Linked DNA regions of Oryctolagus cuniculus: region 2 is linked to region 1. A link is a contact called in public Hi-C data. All regions are on one chromosome and are shown on one strand. The core of a region is the stretch at or near the end of the contact, and the rest is flanking DNA. Distances in the headings are between cores, read along the strand shown. Region 1 has its middle 210 kb from the start of KLLN. Region 2 holds the start of KLLN (killin, p53 regulated DNA replication inhibitor).

Region 1 (3,693 bases), core at 90-2,589:
AGGATGTGTGTGAGAAGGTAATGATAGTGAGGTCTAGAAGAATCTGGGATGTTTCTCAGAGGAACAACTGTGGTTGGCTCTTGAGCAGTGCATGAGAACTAGATAAATAAAGAGCATTTCAGATTTGGGGATCAGGATTAACTCCTTTTTAGAGGGGGCGTGCATTAAAAACTACTCCACGAAAATTTTCTAAGTACACACAGTGAGCTTTCTTGAGCTGTGATATTGTGCTCTCTGAACTTGCATAGACTTGAGAGAGATTTTATCAACCAAAACACATAAGAAAACATTTGGCCTGTGAAGTAATCCATTACTGAGAGGCAATGGAATAGCCTGTTGATATTGGACCAGAAACTCCCCCATCGTAGCTCACTCGTCCCTGTCAGTAACCATCTCTCCTCACATCCCAGTGTCACCAACTCTGAACACATCTTATTGAATAAGTGCATTTCTCTACTACTCATTACAGGCATTGTGGCTGTAATACACTAAATGAGATCAGGCCATTTTGTAGCTGAGAAAACTGAGACTGGGCAGAATTAAGAATTTTGCCCAAGTCATAGAACTTTTTGATGGTAGAACCGATGAATTGGTGGAAGAAACAGGTTTGATGCCAAATTCCTTGTTCTATTGGCTTTACCACATAGTCTCCTAAGAAAAGAATGATGAATCCTCAGACAGTTTGAGCTAGTACTCTGGATTTGTTTAAAATCCTTATGAGATGTTAGCAGCTTTAAGTCCTGTGGTGATATGGGAGACCCGAACACCTGGGTGCATTTTCTTTTATTCAAGCTAACAGGGACACAGACTTCTGGTTTCTTTCATAGAACCCCCCCTTTTGATGTGTCTCTGTTTTCTTCATTCAGGAGAACAGATCAGCATCTCTCATGCAAGGCCTGGCTCTGTGCCCATCTCACTTTTGCAATGAATTTAGCAACATCTGCTTTGCCCATTAAAGTGATTTTTCTCTTCCTGGCCCTGGGCCTGTGTGCTTGCTGCAATTGATTACCAGCAATTTCCTTCCAAAACCAGAAGGTTCAGTGAACTCTAAATTGAATTGTTGCTCACTGGTCTCCTTAGGACCAGTGCATATGGCTTACGTGCAAAATGGTCAAGCCACTGAGTTCCCAAATCTATAGGCTGATGATTCTGGTTAAACTCAAGGGAGGACCTGGTGAGTGACATTTCCCATTTTTGCACAGTGGCCTAGGGCTGTGGTCATCTCTGGGTTTCTCAATTTCAAAGCTAATGTGGAGGAAGAGAGTGAAGTTACCTTCCTTATAGCTAAGCTGTTGAAGGGTGCTAATCTTCCTCTTTCAGTCAAATGGCAGTGCTGTCAGCCTCAGATGTAGCTGATTAGAAGCCTTACCTAGGAGACGTCTGAGAAAAAAATTTCCATAGCCTCCAGAAGCAGTTTATAAGTACCTCAGGAAGATGCACACCACCTTACCCTTTGGGAGACAGCTGTGGGTCCCCATAAGTGGTTCAGGCAACTTTAAGAAAATAAAGGGAAAAATGAGGCCAAGCCTTTGTACCTGGATTGCTGCTCCATCATTTCTGTGATTGGTAGCTCTTTGTCATCCTTGGAGAGGCCATCAGAGTGTCACTTCCCAGGAAGTCTGCTTGTTGCTCCTTTGTCCCTGCATTCTCAGCACCTAACTCAGTACAAGCTGGACATCCTCAGTGAAAACATGAATGAGTGAAGGATGCTAACCTCCCATTGAGAACTCTTTACATTGGTCCTGTGAGCTGTTCCTGAAGTGTCTTTCCACCTCCACAGCTGTGATAGCTTCACAGGGGAGGGGAGGAATCGTTGGTTATTTAGAGAAGTGGAGCTCAGGAGTCTCCTCCACCACATAGTCCTAAAAATAAAATCAAACGAACCCATTACTAACCAAATTGCTGCTGTTTATTAGAGCAGATAATTTAAAGCTAGGTGTCTAAGAATAAGAAAAAGGTAACATAAATGACTAAATCTGCTAATGGTGGCAATTGCTTGAAATCATCTGTGTCATTGTATTTTCTGCTTTTTTGAGAGGACATTCCCTGTTTCTACCACAATTACTGATGGCAAACCCACCTGTGTCAGCAACCACTTCTGAAATGATGATGGCAAATGAGACCTATTCTTGCAGCACTCTTTCACAGACATCTTTAAAACTGAGCATGAGGTTCTCTTGCCTTTATTCTAGAAGAGGCCTTCTGTATAGTTTTATTGGGCTGAGAAATAGTAGAGAAGGCAAAGTATTCCAAAATGGTATAGCTCAGCTTGAAACTGTGAGATCCGTCTTTCTTACCCAAGTAGGTAGTGAGCTGAACCTCTCTAGTGGTGAGGGATTCTTAGAGTTTTTAGCTTCCATAAAGGCCTTAAGTCTTTATTTATTTATTTGACCCTTGAACATTGGCGGGAAGCTTCTATGGATATGCAAGGAAATGGGCTGATCAGCTTCAAGGAGTGGTTGGCTGGATGTCCTATGATCATGTGTAGTTAGGGAAAACATCATTAGCATTTTTTTTTGAGCTTTGAGAACCTGAGAAGAGGCTAGGAAAGTGTTCCAATTATTCACCCTTTCTCTTTTGAATAAGTTATTTGGCAAGCAGAGAGAAAGAGAGAGAGACAGTGTTCCTCTTGGTTGGTTCACTCCCCTAATGCCCTCAAAGGCTGTTGGCCAGTGCAGGGGCAAAAACTAAAAGCTGGGAATTCAGATCAGGCCATCCACTTGGGTGTCAGGAACCTGATCACTTGAACCTAGTCACTAGCAGGAGGCTGAAGTCCGAAGCTGGAGCCAAATATTGAACCCAGGCACTTGAATAGGGGAGGGGCACCTAAACCAACATCTTGACTGCAAGGCTAACTGCTTGCTCTGCCCTTGCTCCTTACTATCAATGAAAAGAGGTAACCCTCCCCCCTGCAGTCCCAGGCAGCAGAGAGGGAGGGACTAGAGGCCTCCTCCCCCAGTGAAATAAGATGGGCCTTGCTTAGTCATGCTGTTTCAGTTCTGCTGCCAATCACCCTGGTAGCTGGGGTGTAAAACACACCCTTCCCCTTTCCAGAGTTCTTGGCTGAACAGGACTTTTCCAAGAGAAAATGATCGCTCTGAGATCCAACTCATCAGGTCCAGACTAAGTCCAAAATTCCAGGTTGAACAAGTCATTAGGGATAGGGATTTGTGACAGTTTAACCAGGACTAGAGAAACCTCCTCCACCAAGTCACCATCATTGCCCCCAGAATTGCAGTTCACATAAAATGAGTGTTTCTCAAGTACTGCATCAGCACTCAACACCCTCAGTTTCTTGTGTAATCATTATATAGCCGCATGAAGTAAGTTTTACAATCCCATTTTACAGATGAAGAAACTGAGGTTCCTAAAATTTAATTTTTAAAGTCAACACATGTTTATTAAGAGTACTGGACATGGTGCTAAGTGCTGATAATACAGCACTAAGCATAATAAGCATGGTCTTTCCTTTCAGAAGTTTATATTTAACTACTAAGTATGGCATGGTCAAGATTGGAGGCTTGTTTGACCTGATTGTAAAGTTTACCTTAAGCCCCATGGACAATCCCTTATAATCTCTGATCCATGTGAATGTTGGGTAGGGAGAATCTGAACTAGGTTTGCACTTCTAATGATATATGTCTGTGACATGTAAGCTCATATGGATAGGGAACACGTATGTCTTCTGCTGGG
Region 2 (3,445 bases), core at 459-2,958, 210 kb before region 1:
AACTGTGTCTTCATTTCCCCTTTTCCTCCCAAGCAGCAGTTGATACCCATTGAGCACAGCTCTCCTTTTTACCATGCAATACCTAAACATCAGGGACTCCTTAGCCCAGGTTATTTGTAAAATAAAGAAATCTCTAGCTCACACTAGGTTGTGTGGACAGGGTTTCCATCTTTGGAAACCAAAGGAAGCCTTTTTCTTCTTTCCAGATTACTCTCCATTTCCTTTTCCACTTAGGATCCCTGCCTCCCTGGAGCTGACCAGAAGCATGCACAAAACCAGTCTCCAATAAATACCAGCACCGAGGCTTCAGCGGGTTGCTAACTCCTGCAGTGCTATCTTAAAAGGATGTTGTATATAAATGCAGTTTTATGTAGCCTCAGAGGTCCCTAAATATCCCCGGTTTAATTAGCAGTCCTGGAGTTAGGTAATGGCCTGTGGCTCTCTGAGCTGGGCCTCCTGAGGTTTCTAGTCTTCAGGGGCTGCCTGTAATGATGATGTGCACATTTACAATCTTCCTCACAAGAAAACTCGGCTTTAGACCTTTCTAGGTATCTACTCACCATTTATCACAACACATGTGCCAACTGATTCCCATTTTCTCAGATGTCAAAAAAAAAAAAAAAAAAAAAAAAAGAAAAAAAGAGAAAAAGAAAAAAACAACCTAGGGCTTCAGCCTGGTCTAAGTCAGATACTTCTGAACTCAAATTTTCCCCTGGAATTCTACTTTCCTGGAGCGGGGCGCCGGGTGGGGTGGGAGGAGAGTGGGGGGAAATGAAAGAGAGAAAAAAAAATTCGTAGGTTGGTGTTGGTTGACGCCCCTTCTCATTTTGAAGCTGACTGATGTGCGTATTTTGGGGAGGGGGTTGAGGAGGCGCTCTAGGTCTAAGCATTTGTGAACCAGCTCACTCACTGGATAGGTCAACCACGGGGCTGCAGAAAGACTTGACAGGTTTGTTCTGGGCATACGGCCAAGGACTAGACCAGATAAGGCACTTGGCTGAGTCTACAGTAGGTGGGGCGTGCTCACCAGTGCAGGGGTAGCGACTCAAAAGTTTGTTGCAACACCTGCAATCCAAGCAGCAGGCGCAGCGGGAACGAGCCTTTGGCCCCGACAGCACGGAACCAGAGGGTTCACCCCAACCAACGAGGGAGATGCGCCAGATCCCTCGGGCCCGGCCCCTTTTCCCACGGTTGAGAACAAGCAGTGCTTGTCAATCCACAGCAGAGAGAGCTCACTCCGTGGGTAGCAGAAGGGTGAGAGCAGCGGTGCACGGGAGCGGGGGCACGTGCTTGGATGGGGGTGCCTGCCCAGCAGCTAGCCCAGACAGCGATCCTGTGGAGGCTCCACTGGCCATCCCCAACCCCGTCCCTCTGCAGCCTGGGAGGGTGTGGGGGTGCTGCCCGCGCCAGGCGGGAGCACCCCGAGCGTAGCTGGCGAAGCACTTGCCTCCGGAGCTACGCTTGGAGGAGTGGGAATTTGGAAAGTTCCCCAACTCGGAGCACACGTGACCCCTTCCTGAAAGTAGTTCCGACGGTGGCTCGGGTATCCTTCCACCCCCTTTTGAACCCTCCTAGGGCTCCTCGCCCCGCCCACTCGCGGGGCTGCCGCTTCCTACCGTCCTGAACGCCGCGCCCGGGCCGGCAACCTGGGCCTCCAGCGTGCACCGGCCGGCCCGGCGAGCGCGGAAGCTGGCCGCGGGCGATTCATCGTGCCAGGTTTTCTCAGCGGCCCGGAGAGTGGGCGGGGCGAGGCAGCCTCTGAGGACCGAGCTCGAGTTCGACGCCGCGAACGGACCCGGAGCCTGAGGGGACAGATGCTCAGCTCTCCGGGGGCCGCGGAGGGAGCTGTGGGGGTGCGTCCCGCTCACGGGGATCCTCTTTAAGGCGGCCTAGGCAGGAGGCCCTCGGGCCCTGGGAATTCGGGGCGGGGGGCGACGTGTGCACTCTAGCGCGCCCGGCTGAGAGCTTTCGCTTTTCGGGCAAATGAACCGAGTAGCTGGGGCAGCGAGAGGTGGGGCGGTGACTGGAGCCGGATGAGGCGAGACGCGCCGCCGGAGACACAATAGGGGGTCGTTCTTTGTGCTGAGGCTGACACCTTGAGGACCCGGGGGCGGCGGCGGCGGCGGCGGCGCGGGCGCTCTAGGCAGAGGCTGCGACAGTGAGATCCCTGCGAACCGCCGCGATCGTCCACAGCGGGACAAACGGAGTGCGTGCGTTCGCACGCCATGGCGGGGGAGGGGTGTCCTCGCGGCATTTCCCTAGATACTGACCCGCGCGGTCCACCTGTGCACAGGTAACCTCACACTGCAGTCGGCGACACCGCTCAACGCACCAGTCTCAGTTTTCATCATCCACCTTCCTCCGCCCCCACGCCGCCCCGCCGCAGTCTGCCCTGGCTCCGGCCGGGTGTCCGGGCAGAGGCCGAGGCTGAGCTCGTTCCCCCGCCCCGAGCTGCTGCAGGAGCAGCCGCGGCAAGTGCAGCTACGGGCGGGCGCCTCGGAACAAGCCCGAGCGAGCCCCAGGCAGTCACACTGGGCATGCTCAATAGCACCAGCAGGTTGGGGGCCCTGCGCTCGCACCTGGAGCTGCCGCCCCCGCCCCCCACCCCACCCCGGCGCGGCCCAGCCCTCCCCTCCCCCGGCGCGGTCCCGTCCGCCTCCAGCTCGCCCCCCGCCTCCCCTCGGGCTCCCGAGGCGGCCCGGCTCCCGGCGCGGCGGCGGCGGCGGAGGGGGCGGGCAGGCCGGCGACGGTGATGTGGCGGGACTCTTTGTGCACTGCGGCAGGATACGCGCCCGGGCGCTGGGACGCGGCTGCGCTCAGTTCTCTCCTCTCGGAAGCTGCAGCCATGATGGAAGTTTGAGAGTTGAGCCGCTGTGAGGCTAGGCCCGGCTCAGGCGAGGGAGATGAGAGACGGCGGCGGCCGCGGCCCAGAGCCCCTCTCAGCGCCTGTGAGCAGCCGCGGGGGCAGCGCCCTCCGGGAGCCGGCCGGCCTGCGGCGGCGGCAGCGGCGGCGTTTCTCGCCTCCTCTTCGTCTTCTCTTCTAACCGTGCAGCCTCTTCCTCGGCTTTTCTTGCGAGGGAAGGTGGAAGCCGTGGGCTCAGGCGGGAGCCGGCTGAGGCGCGGCGGCGGCGGCGGCGGCGGCGGCACCTCCCGCTCCTGGAGCGGGGGGGAGAAGCGGCGGCGGCGGCGGCGGCCGCGGCGGCTGCAGCTCCCGGGAGGGGTTCGGAGCCGCCTGTCACCATTTCCAGGGCTGGGAACGCCGGAGAGTTGGTCTCTCCCCTTCTACTGCCTCCAACACGGCGGCGGCGGCGGCGGCACATCCAGGGACCCGGGCCGGTTTTAAACCTTCCCTCCGCCGCCGCCGCACTCTCCCTGGCCCGGGCTCCGGAGGCCGCCGGAGGAGGCAGCCGTTCCGAGGATTATTCGTCTTCTCCCCATTCCGCTG

The links. Hi-C and Micro-C count contacts between places; a contact is called where the count stands out from the background.
Region 2: a contact with region 1 is called in a Hi-C map of an unstated tissue, with 2.2 times the contacts expected there. The contact joins the promoter of KLLN here to the enhancer-like site in region 1. A contact is called at or near these places in 3 of 6 Hi-C or Micro-C datasets (liver, psoas muscle and an unstated tissue).

The regions. Positions count from the first base shown.
Region 1 is chr15:42,605,332-42,609,024 of mOryCun1.1, reverse strand. No RefSeq gene overlaps it. Among named protein-coding and RNA genes, the nearest start is that of KLLN, 210 kb to the left of the region's middle. Within about 2 kb of position 1,339, at least 2 of the 8 cell types and tissues checked have an H3K27ac peak or open chromatin away from gene starts, as enhancers often do.
Region 2 is chr15:42,815,335-42,818,779 of mOryCun1.1, reverse strand. It overlaps KLLN (killin, p53 regulated DNA replication inhibitor), which reads right to left and starts at 1,708. Exons shown (of 3, transcript XM_051823328.2): 1 at 1,682-1,708; 2 at 1,468-1,680; 3 at 1-1,466. The coding sequence starts at 1,708. The coding sequence ends at 1,233. The region is part of intron 2 of PTEN (phosphatase and tensin homolog); the gene reads left to right. It also overlaps the pseudogene LOC138845351.